4 separate regions of the Mus musculus genome follow, and regions 2, 3 and 4 are each linked to region 1. Evidence: chromatin contacts called from public promoter capture Hi-C data. All regions are on one chromosome and are shown on one strand. Each heading gives the region's core, a stretch centred on a gene start, on an enhancer-like site or on the middle of the called end of the contact. The rest is flanking DNA. Distances are from core to core; before and after follow the strand shown. Region 1 holds the start of A930001A20Rik (RIKEN cDNA A930001A20 gene). Region 2 holds the start of Car13 (carbonic anhydrase 13). Region 3 holds the start of Lrrcc1 (leucine rich repeat and coiled-coil domain containing 1). Region 4 holds the start of E2f5 (E2F transcription factor 5).

The links. Promoter capture Hi-C pulls out the DNA fragments that hold promoters and counts their contacts.
Region 2: a promoter capture Hi-C map of liver shows a contact between it and region 1, with 4 times the contacts expected there. The contact joins the promoter of Car13 here to the promoter of A930001A20Rik in region 1. A contact is called at or near these places in 2 of 39 promoter capture datasets (the SN4741 cell line and liver).
Region 3: a contact with region 1 is called in a promoter capture Hi-C map of liver, with 4 times the contacts expected there. The contact joins the promoter of Lrrcc1 here to the promoter of A930001A20Rik in region 1. A contact is called at or near these places in 3 of 39 promoter capture datasets (hippocampal neurons and liver).
Region 4: a promoter capture Hi-C map of liver shows a contact between it and region 1, with 2.8 times the contacts expected there. The contact joins the promoter of E2f5 here to the promoter of A930001A20Rik in region 1. A contact is called at or near these places in 3 of 39 promoter capture datasets (the HPC-7 cell line and liver) and 1 of 115 datasets of contacts at active chromatin or transcription factors (pancreatic cancer cells).

What each region holds. Positions count from the first base shown.
Region 1 is chr3:14,969,781-14,972,480 of GRCm38.p6, reverse strand. It overlaps A930001A20Rik (RIKEN cDNA A930001A20 gene), which reads right to left and starts at 1,280. Exons shown (of 4, transcript NR_040550.1): 1 at 1,133-1,280.
Region 2 is chr3:14,640,369-14,643,068 of GRCm38.p6, reverse strand. It overlaps Car13 (carbonic anhydrase 13), which reads right to left and starts at 1,342. Exons shown (of 7, transcript NM_024495.5): 1 at 1,224-1,342. The coding sequence starts at 1,260.
Region 3 is chr3:14,532,494-14,535,193 of GRCm38.p6, reverse strand. It overlaps Lrrcc1 (leucine rich repeat and coiled-coil domain containing 1), which reads right to left and starts at 1,406. Exons shown (of 19, transcript NM_001163579.1): 1 at 1,172-1,406. The coding sequence starts at 1,260.
Region 4 is chr3:14,577,330-14,580,029 of GRCm38.p6, reverse strand. E2f5 (E2F transcription factor 5) reads right to left here and starts at 1,359. Exons shown (of 8, transcript NM_007892.2): 1 at 1,007-1,359. The coding sequence starts at 1,210.

The DNA.
Region 1 (2,700 bases), core at 31-2,530:
TCAGTATCTTTTTCTTTTACCACAACTTTGATCCCAGGACCCAGAGCAAATCAGCTCCCTCCTTGCTCTCCCTCTTTCCCAGCTGCTAAACTTGGGACTGAACCTTTCCTTAAAAGAGAACTGAAATTTCTTTTTGAGACAGGTTCTCATTTGGTGGTAGCTGGTCTTCAACTATCTATCCTCCTGTCTCAACTTTCTGAATGCAGGGATTCCTGTTGACCACAACCACACTAATTTAGAAATGGTGAAATCTTACACAATCAGATTTGTTTTCTGAAGTAAGCAAGTAAGTGGATAAAAATCTTTGAAATTATTTCTGCCTTGGAGGATGTCATGAGTGGGGGTTGAATAAACCTTACTAGAGAATAAAGCTTATGACCATGAAATGTAAATAAAATAAAACACAGCAGAAAACAGCCAAACCAATGATCCTCTGAGCTGTAATCATACCTCAGGACAACCACATAATTGTAATTATGTTTAATATTTGTAAATATGCTGAAGTGAGATGAAATGTATAGAAAATGTGTCCATCTGAAACCCTGTGGGGTGGAATCGCATTTCATGACTACAAGCTTAGGCAGTAATGAAATCTCTGCTGTATCAGAGTGACCTTTTACACTGTGCCAATGTTGACCAAATCAAGGAACTCTTTTGAAAGCCTAGATAGGAGGTAAACAAGGAACTACAAGGACCACGGCACATGTTTCAGTCAGCCAAACCAAGCCTGTTTGTATCTTGAATAAACCCCTATGTCTGAGAAATAATAGTGCCTTATAAAAATGCCCTGAAAACTTAAATTTTTCCTTTGATCTCTTGAAGGTTTTATGGTATTTTTAAGCAATAACCATAGGTTAGCAATCATAACAGCTATCTTTTCACAAACACCCACCAAAGCTGCTTAATGTGTCCTGTTTATTGAATATATTGAAGACACTTTCAGTGTTTGCTAGAAATCATCAAATTGAATGTAGATACATGTAAGCTTGTGTGTGCATGGTTACATTTTATGTTTATAGATCCATATTTATAATAAATATTTAACATAAGCAATGCCAATATCTTTAAACATAAAACTGTGAAGTCCATTGCCTATATGGGGTAAAATTATTTCAGAACCCCAATCATTTACCTGTTAATGTCCTTCCTTCAGCAGCGCCCCCACAGCACGTGCACCTGAGCAGAAGCAGGCGGAGAACAAGTCCTCTTACTGCAGGATGCCTTTTCTTTCTGCAAATCTTCTGCAGGTAACTAATTCTAACCTCTTATTGGAATTTGCCATCTGACAGAGTTCTTCTGCTCTTTCCAGGTGTCTGATTGCATTTGTTCTAGCAGCTTAGCTACATGATCCACAAAGTAGCCAAGGGTCAACTTGTTTTGAAGTCTACAATAGACTTCCACATGTGGGCAGCATTATAAAAGAAGTCTAAGTAATGAATTGTAATAAACGTTTTATATTTGTCTGGAAAATAGTAGAAGGTTTTGGTTTTCTCTGAGCCTATAATGATGTGGTTTTAAAATGAGAGCCACTTTGCTACTGCAATTTTAATTTAAACAGTATGCCACACTTTAATTGGTATGCGTTTATAATACAGTTCTCATCACTATCTTTGCTAGTGGGATGTTGTATTTTATAAAAAGGAAGAAAGAAAAAAAAAAAAAAAACAACCAGGATATGTTTGGTAGAGGCGCAGTATCAGGTGCAGGGGAAATGGGGTGCCTCTGAGGGCCCACGCTGAGGTATTCCTTCCCCCTGAGGTACCATCCATAAAACGGATATAGTATGGAATAGAGATTCTTTTTTTTTTTTTTTTGAGACAAGGTTTCTCTGTGTAGCCCTGACTGTCCTCAACTCACTTTGTAGACCAGGCTGGCCTCGAACTCAGAAATCCGCCTGGCTCTGCCTCCCGAGTGCTGGGGTTAAAGGCGTGTGCCACCACGTCCGGCGGAATAGTTTCTTTAGGGCATGGGGCGGAGAGTTGATGGAGTAGAGGCAGAGAGAGAGAGAGAGAGAGAGAGAGAGAGAGAGAGAGAGAGAGAGAGAGAGAGAGAGAGAGAGAGAGAGAGAGACAGGGAGACAGGGAGACAGGGAGACAGGGAGACAGAGACAGACAGAGACAGAGTGGAGGAGTAGAAGCAGGCCATGAAAGAGAGGGGGAGAAGAATGGGGAGAGAAGGGACAGAGAATAAGAGAGTAAGAGAGTGAGAAGGGGCAAACAGCTCCTTTTATAGCGAGTCAGGCATACCTGGCAATAGCCAGGTAACTGGGAGAAGCCTAGAAGGAATGCTAACAAATGAATACTGTTTCCATTTACCCATGTTCTGTTGACAGTTCAGCAGCACAACGTGAGACAGTCCCTGGCAGCAAAGATATCGGCAATGAGAGGACAACACTTTAATACAGCACTAGGGAAGTGAAGGAAGGTGTGACTCTGAAGGGAATAACTCATTTTAAACTATTGAGAAAATATGACGGCTTCATCAACCTAAGCCTTCTGCTTTAGAATAGCAGATAGAAAACTTTACATGAAACTCTGGATGCTAGCCAGCCTTTTGTTCTGTGGCATTCTCGCAAGCTACTTCCTTGTTCACTGCACACGCACCCTTGTTTCCATTACCAGAGTGTTATTATTTTTCATATTGTGGAACAGCATTTAATGTGAGATCTCCCCTTTCGGAAAGGTTTTAAAGTACAGCCCA
Region 2 (2,700 bases), core at 93-2,592, 330 kb after region 1:
TTTTAAAAAAAGAATAAATCTTTTTTAAGATTTAAAAAATGAACAAGATGTAAAACAACTCCTCATTATAATGCCCTTTCTAAGTTGAAATTTTAAATTTTCTGGAGAATTTTATTGAAACCAATACTTATTCGGGTACCTATTCGGGTACAATCAGTACCTACTGGCTAACACAACCTTCTCCCTAACCACAGAGAGGGTACCACTACTGGCACCTAATAACTGCCAAATAACAACAAACAAAATGATTTCAGAGACAAAACTGAAATGTGTAAAGATTGTCTTTCAAACACACAAATTAGAAGGTAATGAAACATAAGATTGCTATTTTGGCTTAAGAAATTCATCTAAATTATAAATGTCATTCATAAAAATCTAAACTTCATCTGATGTCATTTTAAAAATAACATTAATGTCATCACGACCTCAAATAAGCTGCAATAAGAAACGAGTTTTTTTTTTCCATCCAAGAAAAGAGGATGACCACAAGTTCTGCCCAGACTAAGCTACAGAGTAAGATTCGTCTCAAAACACAAAAAGGGGGAAAATAAAATAAAAGAAGGGAAAACTTTCCGTAAACTTTCATTAAATGTACTATAGAATATTATCCAATAACGTATATGCTAATTTAAGTTTTTGATATTATTATCCACAAACTCCATTTTGAAGACTATCAGTGCTTTCCCAGTTTTTCTTTGCAATTCTTTTGAGTAATTAATTGAAGCAATCAGTTCAAACGATGAACAAGAAGAATGTCTTATCCCTAATACACTTAGGCGATGAAGAAAAGTTGCCATGCTTATCAATAAATATATTTAACACCATATTATAATTTCTATAATCGTTTGCTAAACCTTGGTCTCTGAAAGGATGGGTACGGTAGGAAAGTAAGACTGAAGAACAAGCCCCAAGTTAACTTCAAGTCAGTATGCAAATTACAAGTTACCAAGATTGCTTCAACAGCGCCTGGAAGGCGTCCCGTGACTTAGTGATCTGGGAGCTCTCGCGGCTCAGTTGTCCTTGTTTCCTTACAAATGTGTCATCTGACTTCTGACCTCTTAAGCTTTCTCGGGACAGCAGTGAGCTTTTCCAGTGAAGTTGAATGAATGCCGCCGTCCACTCTGGAGAGAGCCGGCGGGGACCAGGCCCTGACCCCCAACCCCCCCACGGGGCTCAGAGCTCCCTCAAGCCCCCATCAGCCCCCTCTGGAAGCCCGCGCTCACCGTTGTGCTCGCCGTACCCCCAGCTCAGCCTCGCCATGGTCCTCGATGGAGAGCCTGTGGCAGGGACACTGTGGACCTGTGGCAGGGCGCCCGCGCCAAGGAGCTGGGCGGGCCTGGGTGGAGGGCGGGGCCGCCCGCACCCCGAACCCGGGAACCCGAAACCCGAGGGCACGGTCGTCACCCGCAGGGGGCGCCCGAGTGGGGAAAGGGATCTGTGCTCAGCAGCCAGAAAGGTTTCCAATGGGGATTTCCTGCCTTCTGAGAAGTCCACCCCAGAAAAAGCCCTTCTGGAAATGACTCACCCAGGCAGGAGCTGCTGCTGGAGTTGGAGATCTTGTCTGGGAAATGCAGGGGACCTTGATGGAGGTGGCAGTGGTGATTACACATGCACATACATCAATGCCGATAGCTGTAATAACCACCACTTAAAATAAGAACTACTAGTTAGGAAGTGCTCACCTCCCCGGGCCAGCCCTCCCTTCCCCGACAGCTCCAGCCTTTCCATCTGCATAACTCACTTCTCTGATTCCTTTTTGCTTACTCCAGCATCTTGCAGACTTGGCCCTGCATAGAAGAAGCCAAACTTACTGGATTCTTGGTTCTTAACTCTTACTGCCATTCTGACTGTGCAAGAAGGAAGGAGTTGAGAAGAGAAGTGTGTGCGCTCCTACAGAACAGTAGAAACTCACCTTCGAAGACTGTTCTAGATATATGCCCAGGAGAGGTATTGCTGGATCCTCCGGTAGTACTATATCCAGTTTTCTGAGGAACCGCCAGACTGATTTCCAGAGTGGTTGTACAAGCCTGCAATCCCACCAACAATGGAGGAGTGTTCCTCTTTCTCCACATCCACGCCAGCATCTGCTGTCACCTGAATTTTTGATCTTAGCCATTCTGACTGGTGTGAGGTGGAATCTCAGGGTTGTTTTGATTTGCATTTCCCTGATGATTAAGGATGTTGAACATTTTTTCAGGTGCTTCTCTGCCATTCGGTATTCCTCAGGTGAGAATTCTTTGTTCAGTTCTGAGCCCCATTTTTTAATGGGGTTATTTGATTTTCTGAAGTCCACCTTCTTGAGTTCTTTATATATGTTGGATATTAGTCCCCTATCTGATTTAGGATAGGTAAAGATCCTTTCCCAATCTGTTGGTGGTCTTTTTGTCTTATTGACGGTGTCTTTTGCCTTGCAGAAACTTTGGAGTTTCATTAGGTCCCATTTGTCAATTCTCGATCTTACAGAGCAAGCCATTGCTGTTCTGTTCAGGAATTTTTCCCCTGTACCCATATCTTCAAGGCTTTTCCCCACTTTCTCCTCTATAAGTTTCAGTGTCTCTGGTTTTATGTGAAGTTCCTTGATCCATTTAGATTTGACCTTAGTACAAGGAGATAAGTATGGATCGATTCGCATTCTTCTACATGATAACAACCAGTTGTGCCAGCACCAATTGTTGAAAATGCTGTCTTTCTTCCACTGGA
Region 3 (2,700 bases), core at 157-2,656, 440 kb after region 1:
TCTGAAGTATTTGCTGATTATCTGGCAATTACAGAATTATTTAGGGACAAATTTTGTGCTATTATATGCTCTTAATAGCAATCTGTTTTCTGACCTATCAGAAATCAATACTGTTGAATTTACTTGCTCACTAGTTACACTGTCAAGTTATATAATGTATCTAAAATATAAATTCCCAGAGTCATTGCTTACTAGAAGAAGAAAAACAAAACAAAACAAAACAAAAACGACCCTGCATAATTGCTGTGGTGATTAGTAATAACACATATAACATTCACATAGACATCATCCTCAAAGCGATAACCATTATTAAATATAAATGTAAGCATTCTTTTGAAAAAACCTCTTCGTTGGCAACCCTTAGATCAGGCCTGAGACTAAATTGTTTTCATTATATTATAAATACCACGGTTCTGATGGAGTAGAGCAGGCACCTCAACAAAGACAGAGAATATTGTAACAGAAATGCCTGGATCTCAGAAATAGCTAACTGGCCAGTGAAAAACAAGAGAGGGTCTAGGTTGAACTGGTAAGGCTCACAGAGTATGGAAAATCCAGGGGCCTGAAAAACCACTGAGCAGTCTCAGTAACATAAAACAGGGTCAGTAAGAGTTATATTTGGTACTTTCAACAACTGTATGGATATGTCTCTGATTGTGTCTTATGCAAAAGAACTTAAAAACGGGTGAGAACTGAGGCAAGAGATGTAAGCAGGGAGTAGAGAAGGCTTGCCTTGCTGCTTGCCCCACTTCTCAGGCTCCTGGAAGGAGACCAGGAAGAGCAACAGCTAGGGGGTGCGAAAGTGGGGGCGAGGAGAGGGGAAAGAGGAAGCTTGGGCTCAGCAGGTCCGTAAGAAAGAACCGCAGGTTGCGCTGGGTGGTGGAGAGAAAGGAACCCCGGGATCTGTGGAGAGGATGCGGAAGAACCCTGAGCTCAGCTGAGTGAGCCAGGAGGGATTCAGGGCTTGGCAGGGAGGAAGCCAGGGCAATGCTGGGAGGAGTAAGAGAAGCCCCGGGCCGTGCAGGGGGAACACAGAGAAACCCCGGGCTATGCTGGGGGACAGAGAGGAGCCCCAGACTGTGCTGGGAGGATGGGGAGGAACCCGCTTCCTGCACAAGCCCGGCTCTCCGAAGCCAGCCAACCCGAGGTCCAACCGGGTGGCGGCAGCTACCTGTGCAGGCCTTTGTCCATGAAACACACATCCCCGCAGCTGCTGTCGCCATCCTCCCGTTCGATTTCGCTACACACCGCCGCCTCCATGGTACCCGCGACGGGGAGTGGGTGTTAACCGGCGCCCAGCGCTGGGTCCCAGCTTGCTCACGCCTCCAAAAGCGGGAGCGGGGAGTGAGCAAGGGGCGGGGCGAGGACTCTAACCGCCTGCCGCACTTTCCCCGCCCTGCGCGGCCGCAAAGCAGGACAACGGCGCCGCTCAAAGAGGGCTTGACTTTTACGGCATCTGCCTTTAAAGTAAAGCCTTTCCATTTGTTGGTTTGGAATGAGTGGGCTACTGAACATTATTTATAGCCCACTGCCATATGGAGGCGTTTTTCTCAATAGTTTGCTTTTATACTTCGTGACGTGATCTTGCAGACATAGTAATGTTCCCCGTTTTTGGTCACTGAACTCCTGTTAAATCCTTAAGTATTTGTGCAATGCCTTTATTTATGTATGCTGGTCTCCCTGTGATGAGAAAAAAATGTTCAGCTTTTTAAAGAATTCGCTCAAGAGACACTCTTCAATGCCTCTGCAAAAGCAAACACTCCAAAGATACTTCACTGGGCTGTTTCAAGGTAGAGTTGGTGAGACAATGGTTTTTCCATTGTGGTATAAAATTTTTCTTTGGTAGGTGATGACAGTCATGACATAAGTTGACCCCCTTTCCCTCCCAACTGATAGACTGATCTCCTTTCAGGGACCTTATTTCCACAGTTCTTCAGAAAATCTCACAAAATGGTAGGGGATGTTCAGACTATGTTGAAAAAGATATTCTAACGATGCCAAAGAGTTTGTACACCTTTGTTAGTGCACACGTGTGGGAAAATATCCTGATGTTTTAGTTTTTTATACAGTGGGGACAACCTATCTACAGCCTCAAGGATGTGTAGCCGCCACACAAAGGCATTGCAAAGATAAGGAGACAGCCACCAAAATACAGTTTTCCTGGCTACCACATAAATAACTTGTTGGGGACAGCATACCATGACAGCGACTGCCCGCAGTAGGCCAGGATGGAGACATCTCAGTAGCCCACTGCAGCTCTTTGTAGAAAACAGTCGTTCCCACTTCTAATCTTATCCCTGAATAACAGCTGTATAGAATTCATTTGTGGGTGCCTGTCTTTCAGTTGGTCTTGGTGGGCATAATTATTCTATTATATCTGACTTTCTTATTTCTTTCTCCCTTCTGCTCTGGTGAATTCTGTGAAACTAGACGTTCCTTGATTCTTAAACAGTTAAAAATTGAGGCATAGGGACACAGCACAGCACAGTCCTAATGGTGCCTGCTGTGTGTTCTCATCTTGAAAACAATATAATAACTGAACAATGATAGTTCCAGATTAATGCTTGACTTGCAAAGAAAGTTTGAAGAAATTATTAGAAAATGAATTAGAGCCAACATTGGTATCCCAAGAAAGGAATAGTTTTTTTGAAATTATGAAATAAATTTTGCACAACATTTAAGAGTGGTTTCTGAATAAGA
Region 4 (2,700 bases), core at 110-2,609, 390 kb after region 1:
AAGAGGTGAGGGTAGGGTGGGGGGAATAAAAGTGGAAAAAGGTCCCAGGAGTAACATTTCCAAATATGAACCGACACTAACTGGCATCTACACCCAGGAAAAGGGGGGAATCCAAGTGCCAACAAGCCAGCGCCTCCCACTGGGCCAGGACAGGACACTCAGCAGAGTTCTGGAAGGCAGGCTTCTCCTGTTAAGACTCCTATTTCCTATGCCTTGGCCACCCACGGTCTTGAGGATGGTAATAGCTTCAAGCCAGGAGCTGTGAGGAGTCATAAGAGGCTATTCGCTGTGACTGTAAACTAGCAATTTTGTTTATTTTTGAAGTATTGGCTCTTTCTGAACCTCCTTGTACTAGCTGAATTTTAATTCGCACGATCCCATACTGTTCCCCTTTCCCTGCGTTGTGGAATCCTTCCAAGTTTTGCCAGGAACGGTTAAATCACTATGACTGAACTGCTTTAAATGGACGTTGTTGTTTGAAAAAAATCCGAACCATAGCAAAGAACGAAGCAAACATCCTTATAAAACCAGATAAAGCTTACTAAGTAATTTCACCACTTAGTCTGAACGGCACAAAATGACCCCTCTCTGTGTGACCGCAAATCTCAGGTCTAGAAAGTAGAAAGATTCTAAATTAAGCCAACAAATCCAATCTTACTTCCCAATTCTTAATTCTCGATGAAGAATGTCCCCTTCTAAAAACTACTACTTTAGAGGAGGTGTGGAAAGTTTTCTCTTTTCCTCTTTCATTCCGAAGAACTGGCATGAAAGTTCTTCAAAACAGGAATGAAGTTCTGCAGAGCGGTCGGTCCTTAAGCGAGTCCAGAGCAGAGCGCGAATTCCTGGGCGCTCGCTCCGGGTGCTCCTTTGTGGCCAGGGCCGCGCGGTGGCCGGTCGGTGGGGCCCCCGCATCCATCCCGGCCCCTCCGGGTCCGGAGTCTCGGCGCAGTGGGGGTGGTGGACCCAGCACCCTCGGGCGGGCCTCGCCCTCCCCATCCCCGCTCACCGCTTTGAGATCCAGGACGCCGTCCTGCGCCTCCTGCAGCAACGACACGAATTTGGTGGTAAGCAAGCCCAGGCTCTTCTCGTGCCGGCTGCTGCCCCCCGCGAGCGCCGCGGACGGCTGCGAGGATGGCGCCCCATGCGGCGGCGGCTGAGCCTGGGCCTGCGGCGTGGGCTGAGCAGAGCTCGTGGGCTCCGCCGCCGCCATCACCGCCGCGGCCCTGCTGTCCTCTGGCGAGGAGCCGCTCCGCCACCGGCAGAGGAGGTGCGCGGACTCCGCTCCCCGCCCACGGCGCGCCCCGCGTCCACCAGTCCCCGGAGCCGCGCGGCTCGCGCACGGCACCACAGAGCGCGCGGATTCACACGAGCGGCCAGCGCCGCGAGGGTGGGCCCGAGTTTAAATGGCAGGAAGTGACGCCGCGCGGCGTTGCCTAGTAACGCACTCTCCGCGGAGGGGCGGGGCAGTCGGGTTCCCTCAGGCGGAGCGTGCTTTTGGTCGGCCTGGAGCGCTCATCCCTGATCAGGTGCAAGTATTGTAAGGCTCATCTTCGCGTAAATAGGAGAACGCCGCGTCCCGGAAGGTTTTGGGACTCTGACCTTCAGTCTTTTCCAAAGCCTTTTCTGCAAACAGAAGCACCTGAGCCTTGACGGTGAAGGAAGTAGACCCCCAGCTCTTTCCTTACCTGCCTTTAGTGTTCTTTACAAAATTATACTCTTTTGCTCCCCAATAATTCTATTATTGAGACAATCGCAGCATCTTTTGACTTATTGACATCGTAAACTATGGCTCGATAGTAAGATCACAGATATAAGAGGAGGAAATGTGCTCCCACATTTTTTATTTGCAAACTTGAGACTCAGGATTAAAATCTTCAACACCTTGGGTGGGTAAGATGGGTCGGGGTAGTGTGGGGAGCAACCTCTCAGAGGCAAAGGGAAGGGGGTATGGGATGAAGAACTTTTGGAGGGGCTACCTGGAAGGGGGGGTAACATTTGGAATGTAAATAAATAAAAGTTTACAAAAAACAAAAAACAAAAACAAAAAAAAACCCAAGATCTTAAACAACTTGGTATTCGCACCTGTTGAATATCCTTCACACTTAACAAGTAGTAGGTGACTAAAAACATCATTTGGCAGGAATTAATGAAGACATATCCTTCATGCAAGAATGCCCAAATTAACAGTAGGGAAAAAAAAAAACAAAAAAACAAAACGCGAGGAGAAACTGACAGCATTAACTAGTAAATCCTGAAAACAATTTTAAACCAAAATTTTTCCAGGCGTCTGGAGCAAAACTTCTGTAGGGGAAGCATTTTCCTTCAGAGCTGCAACACTTAAAATCCCCGTCTGCCCCCCCAATCCACCTGCAGATTCTATTCCACTGACCCTTTCCAGAGAGATACCCTCTTTAGCCTGTCTTGTTACTTAGTCTTTCTGGGTCTGGGGATTGTAGCATTATGTTTACTTTACAGCTAAGATCCACTTATAAGTGAGTATGTACCATGTTCATCTTTCTGAGTTTGGGTTACTTCACTCAGGATGAGGTTTTTGAGTTCCATCAATTTGCCAGTATATTTCATGATGTCATTTTTTTTTTTAAACAACCGAGTAATACTCCATTGTGATAATGTACCACTTATTTTATCTTTAAATCCATTGTTCGATTGAGGGAATGTAGGTTGTTTCCAGTTTCCGGC